2 separate regions of the Canis lupus genome follow, and region 2 is linked to region 1. A link is a contact called in public Hi-C data. All regions are on one chromosome and are shown on one strand. The core of a region is the stretch at or near the end of the contact, and the rest is flanking DNA. Distances in the headings are between cores, read along the strand shown. Region 1 holds the start of C5H11orf53. Region 2 holds the start of ARHGAP20 (rho GTPase-activating protein 20).

Evidence for each region. A called contact is a pair of places that touch in the nucleus more often than the background predicts.
Region 2: a contact with region 1 is called in a Hi-C map of skin fibroblasts, with 3 times the contacts expected there. The contact joins the promoter of ARHGAP20 here to the promoter of C5H11orf53 in region 1. A contact is called at or near these places in 2 of 9 Hi-C or Micro-C datasets (liver and skin fibroblasts).

The regions. Positions count from the first base shown.
Region 1 is chr5:21,819,880-21,823,673 of UU_Cfam_GSD_1.0, forward strand. It overlaps C5H11orf53, which reads right to left and starts at 1,932. Exons shown (of 6, transcript XM_038535515.1): 1 at 1,810-1,932; 2 at 1,050-1,183. The coding sequence starts at 1,059.
Region 2 is chr5:22,261,149-22,264,942 of UU_Cfam_GSD_1.0, forward strand. ARHGAP20 (rho GTPase-activating protein 20) reads left to right here and starts at 1,748. Exons shown (of 15, transcript XM_038538797.1): 1 at 1,748-1,944. The coding sequence starts at 1,840.

The sequences.
Region 1 (3,794 bases), core at 682-3,181:
TTTGAAAGCTTAATCTGGAAAGAAAGATGGAAAGTTTTTAAGTGAGGCCAAATTAGGAGTTTGGTTCGCCCACCCTGCAGGCACCCACAGCCCCTTCCCCCTGCCTACCCTCCTCCCACCCGAAGTCTCACAGCTGATCCAAAACTCAGCACTTTGGTCAATTACCAATTTCATGCTGCAGTGTGTAGAGGCTCTTATGTGATGACTCTATCATCTTATTTTTTGAGATCAGACTTTGAAGAGTGGGGACATTTAAAAAATATTAATTTTTCTTTCAAGGCACTTTACAAGGCATTTTTGAAATACTCTGGCATTATTTATTAACACTTAAAATTCTATTTTTTCATCTCAAATTTGTTCCCAAACAGATGGGTTTTACTCTATGCTGACACTAACATCTGTATCCTCAGAGTGAACAAATTGGGAAGATCTATAGACAGTTTGAAATCATGAAATGGCAGTTTAGGCTCTTCCTTATCATATGCATGTGGGAAGTCCTTCATCCTTAGACTAAAAATCTGAAACAGGATGCATGAGTAAAAGATATTTCAAATTCTATAGAGATGTGGATTCTCCTCCTACACTTTCCTTACCACTGAGAGCTTACCAGAAATTATTTCATTTAACACAACATTTTGCTATACTGGAAAGGAAAGCTGGAATACCTGTCTCCATTTTATAAAAATAATGTTCAGTAGAGTTGATCTTCCAAAATAAATACCTGCCTAACCTCTAGGCAGCAAAAGTAAACCTGACAACTAGTAATTAAATGTGACTAGAAATTATGAAACTGTCACCAAGCATTCTAAATTGTTGGTCTCTTGTCTGTGTGGTTTTTTAAAAATAGTTTTACATGTTTTAGCCAGAGTTTCAGGGTATTTCTTCTTGTCCGTTGCTTTGCATTATGACTTTGGGATGTCAGAAATAAACATTAGGATTATTAAGGTTTTTTTTTTTTTTTTTTTTTTTTTTTTAGTATGTGTGCTGCCGAAGCGAGCACATTAAGGTTTTCTTTAAATAAAGCATTGCAATAATTGACATTGACTCACCACTTTCCATTCTGGATGGTTCTGGTGAATTCCCTTCTGACCGGCAATGTAGGCTATCTGGTGAATGTCGTGTTCTCCTTGATACGGGATCCCAGACTCTGGCAAGGTCAGCCTGATCCTGATGGGAAAGGCTCCTGTACATGGTAGTGATGCTTCTGAAATGACTTGCTTTAGATTTGATTAAATGCAAATCCTCTGGTGTCTGTTTCTCTACAATTTGCATCCCCAATGTAGATTGTATATAAGGTACTATTTTCCTCCCCAAGAAGATTTTTATTTAGTAACAATGAGTTTCCATTAGGAACAGACTCTCTTAAAAGTTTATTATGGAAACAAGGAATCCATTATTTGTTTTGTGAATAGTAGTGCCATTTTCTATTTCTTTCATTTAGAGTCAGGTTTTAAAAAATAGTGCATATGAAAAAGCTTCTCTGTCTCAGTAGGAAATATAGGTTTTATGTCTGTAATATGTAGATTGTGAGTATATAATTTTTAAAAGCTACGCATCTTTCAGATATAGATAGAATTCTAGGCAGAAAAAAATCAAAATTAATACAAAATGAATACATTTTAATACAATTGGACAGCCTTATTACATATAGAACATAAATATATGATCCAAACCAGAAGCTCCTAAATCTGACAGTACCTCAGAATTAGTGGTGGACCTAATAAAAATACCCATGCCCAGCCACATCCAATTCTAATTCAGAAGCTTCTCAAATAGGGCCCAGAGAGCTATATTTTAAAACAAACTTACTGGGGCACCTGGGTGTCTCAGTCAGTTGAGTGTTGGACTCTTGGTTTCAGCTCAGGTCATGATCTCCTCGTGAGATCAAGCCCAATGTCCGGTTTCATGCTGGGCGGGGAGCCTACTTCAGATTCTCCCTCTCCTAAGATGAAATCAGAGAGGGAAGCAAACCATAAGAGACTCTTAACTCTAGGAAACAAACAGGGTCACTGGAGGGGAGGTGGGTGGCGGGATGGGGTAACTATGTGATGGAATGAGCACTGGGTGTTATATGTAACTGATGAATCATCAAATTATACCTCTGAAACTAATAATATGCTGTACGTAATTAAATTTAAAAAATTCTCCTTTTTCCTCTCCCTCCACCCCTCCTCCCTTTAAAAAATAATAAAAAAAATAAAACAATAATTTTTTTGAGAGTGGTCTTTTTGAGGAATATTCGGTGTCATGAACTCCTCTAGAACCAAAACCAAAAACAAAACAAGCCAAAAAACCCCCAAACAAACCCCAAACAACCAAATTTTTGGTAATTTCTGACATTTTCCTTATTAATCTTCAAGGACCCATGATTGCTGCTTAACCTAATTTTGGTTCCATTTCCTAGTCCTGCACAGAGTTAGTTTAGTCTGGATTGGTCTGAGACTTGGAATTTCAGGGCTTGAAGTAGGTAGGTATCATCTGGTAGTCCTTCAACCTGGCTCTGTCTCAGAGGCCTTCACCTCATTTCAGATCAGTGGAATCTGGAGGTTTCCTGGAGGTCCCCAGAGGTCCCCGACACGGACTTAGAAGGTCTGCAAAGTCTAAACCAATTTCATTAACTATTAACTTTTTTTCCCTTTAACTCTCTCATTCTCTCGTGAAAGTACAGAAGAGTTTTCTAGGGCCGTGTCACATGATATATGAATGGGAGATCATGGCAGATATGGGAGCATCTAGTTGTTTTCTATGAAGACAGACATTCAGGAGAGATTTGCAAAATTGTAAAACAGTGCCACTCTTCTCAATAACTTTATTTGGGAAGCATAGTTATTTTTAATTAAAATGTTATTTACATCAACATGTAATGGTTCATTGTTGTTATTTTAAATGAATAGTAAATATATTTTCTTAATCCTTAGTTTTGATTTTCAATATAAAATATTTATACGTGGATAGAAGTCATATTTTAAAAAGCTCTTTGGTGTCCTCCATAATTTACAAGAGAGTAAAAGGGTTCTGAGACCACATGGTTTGACACCTGATCCTATGCAAGAACATCTACAGTATAAATGAGTTTCTAGAATGTTCTAACAAATTTGAAAACATTGTGTTTGCGCTTCTATTATGGAGAGAATTCACCTCTTATGTCCTTCACATTTCTAAAAGAAAATAAAAAAGACAAAATTTGGCTTAATTTCCTAGTTTCTAGCATCTGTTTCCTTTTCTCCTTTAAGTGAATGAGAAGAGGAAGAGCCACAGCCATACTGATCATATAGCCCCCGTGATTTGTATTCTTTTCCAAGCGGGGGTCATCCCAATTCTTTCTTACTCTGCTAACCAAATAGCTCTATGTTAAAATAAAATAAACATTATTAAGTGAACTTTACTATCTCTGCAATTAATTCCCCAAACATGTTGATTCTTCTCAACATTGCACTGGAAGATTTTAAACTTTTTAGGTAGAATGGAACCATTTTAGAACACAGATATAACACACATTGCTGATAGAGTCCAATCTTTCTTAGCACAGTGTTCGATCTTAGGGCCTGTCATACCTTTCATTGTGTCCATGATTTCTTCCCTCCACAAAGTCTCTATCCCAGTGGTCCTGCACCCCCTGCCTCGGCATCACCTGTAGTACTTAGGAAATATAATCTATCCTAGATTTGCTGAATTGGAATATCTGATGATCCAATGCAGCCAATCTGCATTTTAAGTGAGGCCCCTGCCCTCATGTGATTCTTAATAAGTACTGAAGGCTGGGGGGCCCCTGCTCTAGCTGTAAGTGGTGGTTT
Region 2 (3,794 bases), core at 498-2,997, 440 kb after region 1:
GATAAGCATTATTGAAATTTTTAAAATGAAGCAGAGTAAGGAAAACTGGGATTGTCCATTAATGATAGGAGGCATAATGGTAGGATTTCGACAAGGAATGAAAGAACTGCAAAGCCATCTGCAGTGTAAACTTCATGATAAACTTTATAGTGGGTACAAATCCTGTCACTACACATGGGTCTAAGCAGCAGAAAGAGTCACTCCTGAAAAACTGCGCCTGTGTACATATATAAAAATATACACACATACACCAGAATGATTTTTATATATATGTATATACATTTATAAATCAAGATTTTTACAGCCTATGTAAATCTACTTTGAACAATGTAATGTGGACAAGGCTTAATATGGGCTGGAACATTTTCTCCCCGTTACTTCCACGATAAACAATGCTGGAGTTTGGAGGGGGGGTATGCAAATGTCTGTAGTGTGTGTGTGTGTGTGTGTGTGTGTTTTGGATAGCATCTCCTGCTTGGAACAGAGCCGGCCAGAGCCCTATTCTTCTACAACCTGTCCTGATAACTGCCCAATCCCACAGGAACCTCAGTTCTTTTTTTTTTTTTTAAATAACAAAAACAAACAAACCCCCTTCTACAACATACAACATAGTATCATGGAGTGGTGTCCTTCATCTCTAATCCGCCCTTTATGTAGTCCTGACTCCAAGGGAAGAATGCCACCTACCGAATCATCTGCACCAGTCAGCTGGTCCTGCAAAGTGCAGCAACGCTCAACTAGACCGGGGTTGGCTCCAAAACCCCTCCCTCTGATTATTCTTTGGCCTTAAAAAAATTTGCCACTATTTGGGCTGTCAGGAAGTTATGCTCTCGGCGCAGATATCTGATAAACACTTCCACATATTGTAGCCTTCTCAATGGCTAAGCCAAATTTCAGAGTCCTCTCTCTTGCCTGCATTTTCCTTAATTGCGCTTTGACGTTTGGAATGCCCAGGTCCTTGCAGCCGCAGACAGCGGAAACCGCTGGTGCAAATTGTGCTGGGGCTGCAGAGCCCCGCTGCAGAAGCCAACGAGGGCTCCCCAAACAGGCTAACTAACGTTCGGGATTGCTCCAGAGGTCAGGCGATGCTGGGGGCTTCCCAATGTGCGCAGCCGCGGCACCCTGCGACGCGCAGCTCCCGCCCCAGGCCTCGGGGGCGGGGGTGGGCGTGCGGGTTCGGGTGGGGGGGACCCCTCCGCAACCCGGTGGAAGGGAGGCCGAAATCACCGCAAGTCCTCGGTTCGACTGCGCCGCCGCACGCGCTGCCGCGTCGCCGTTCCCCGCGGGCGCAGCGCGGGCCGAGCTGGGGTCGGGCGCGCGTGGGCAGGCGGCAGGGAGCGGCGGGAGCGGCGGGAGGGGCGGGAGGGGCGCGCGTCCGCGCTCAGAGGCTCCGGTTCGTGACACGGGCCGGGGAGCCGCCGCGGGCTGGCAAGGTCAGTCGGTCGCCCGGACCCTCGCAGACCCGTGCCTGCAGGGACGCGCCCGGCCCGTGCGCCGCAGAGCGAGGCAGCCGCTGGGAGCGCCGCGGCCCGAGGACGGCGGCCGGGGGCGGGTCCCCGCGCGGGGCGCCTGGCGCGGAGGGGGCGGGCCCGAGGCGGGGCGGGCTGCGGCGCGGGCGGGCGGTCGCCGCCGCAATCGCCTGCAGCCCGCGGTGCCGAGCGCAGCGGCGGTGCATGGCCCCGACGGGAGGCGCGCCGCCCGCACCCGGAGCCCGGAGCCCGGCGCCCTGCCTAGCGCGGCAGCCGCTCGGGCCCGCGCGTCCTCGCCCCTCCGGCCGCGGCCCCGCGGCCATGACCGCGTAGCCTCCTCCTGGCTGGGGTTTGCGGGAAAGTCTTCTTCATGGAAGCGATGTCCCCCCAGCAGGAGACTCTAGGGGGGCAGCCGGGGCGCTCCTCTTCGCTGACAGGCGTGTCTCGGCTCGCCGGAGGCCCCGGCACCAAGAAGGTGAGGACACGGAGCGGCGCCCCGCGCCCGCCGCCGCCGCCGCCGCCCCGCTCCCCCCGCGCTCCCCCCGCGCGCCCCCGCGCTCCCCCCGCGCTCCCTCCGCGCCGCCGCGGGGACTTAACGCTCGAGGCTCGCGGCCCGCTGCGTGAGTCCCGGGACGTTCCCGCCGTCCCCGCCCTCCGGCGCCGCCGTGCCCCGAGTCAGCCCGAGACCCCGGGGCCCTTGGCGTCTAGAGTCGTAACCGCTCCGGGAGCGGCCCCCGCAGCCTCCCTCCCCGTTTCCACCCGCCGCGGGACCGGCGGCCGGGCTCCTCCTCCGGTCGGGGCGCGCGGGCGGCCACCGGGGCCTCGCCTCTCCCCGCCCCGCCGGGTGCCCTGGGGGCGCCCCCGGGTCCCCCGGGCGCTCACCGCCTGCGGACGAGGTCAGCTCCGAGGGGTCAGGGCCCGCGGCGGCGGCCCCCCGCGCCAGGAAGGTAGGCGGGCGGCTGCGGCGCTCAGCCCCTCACCTGGACACCGACGCTCGGCCGGGGGGGGGGGGGTCGTGGTGGGGAGGGGGTGCTTCCTGCGCCCGGCGCGGCGCCCCCACGGCGACCCGGGCTCGGCGGCGGCGCTCGGACGCGCAGGTATGCCTGGGATGCTAACGGTCCAGACCGCAGGGGCGCGGAGGCTTAGTTGGGCCTGGACGCGGGCGGGGCGGGGCCCGTGGGCTGCGGCGGAGGGGCTGGGGGCTCGGGGCCGGCCCGGCGGCCTTCGCCCCGCGGGGTCCCCTGGCCCCCCTGGTCCCCCAGGCCCCCCAGGCGGCGGGGCGTGGGGCGGCGCGCGTGTGCCCCGTGGGCGCCGGGAGCGGGGACGGGCGGCAACTTGTGGCGTGCGGCTCCCGGGCACCCCGGGCACCCCGGGCACCCCGGGCACCCGTGCAGCTGGCGCCGGGGAGAGGGGCCCCTGGGCAAGGGCACGTGGCCCCGAGCCGCCGGCCTCGGCTGCCCCGCTCCCCGCGGACCGAACTGGGGCGTTTCGGGCCGTGTCTGCTCTTCCTCCGCCCCCCCCCCCCCCACCTTCTGGTATTGGCCCCTTTTTGCCCTGTGCCCTGAGGGTGCCCTTCCAGCGTCTCTGGAAACAACTTGGGCTCAGAGGGATGACCGTCCTTAAGAGATGTCCGGAGGCACCGCGTTTCCCCCAGCGGCTGTGCCGGCCTTCGGGTGGCCGGGACCCCACAGTCTTCCGCGAGGCTGCGCGCACCAGGAGCCTGGTGGATGGAGGTCGGTGGAGCAGAGCTGAGAGCGCCCGAGTGTGTGCGGGACCACCTGGGAGTGCCTGCGAGCTTGGTGACCGTGCGCTGAAGTGCTGGCAGCCTTTGATGTATGGAGGCTGTGGTTTGTCCTTGTTGCTTTTCTTCTTCTTAGATGAGATGCAGGGTGGCGCGCGCCTGCGTGTGCGTGTGTGTGTGTGTGTGTGTGTGTGTGTGAGAATTTACCAGGCTAGCGCCACATTCAGGAAGGTAAATGAATGTTCAAAGTAATTGACACAGATCTGAAAGCATTTTTTTTTTTAATTCTTGTAAACTTAAGGAATTGGGAATAATCAAAGATTTATATCCCCGGACAGCTGTCTTCCTTTACTAAGGGAAATGAAACATCCTGGCAAAGAACACTGGAGTAGCTTGATCATTTATCAAGTAGTACTTGTCCATTAAATGAAAGATAGCCTCACATCTTGAACCATTGTCCTTAAGATGCTAACCTTCCTTATACATCATAATGGGCTGTCACATTACCAGCAGTGTGTCTTTCTTTTGGAAATAGATTTTGCTAATCCTGGTCATTCTGTAGCTTTTTACTTCCTTTGGAGCAA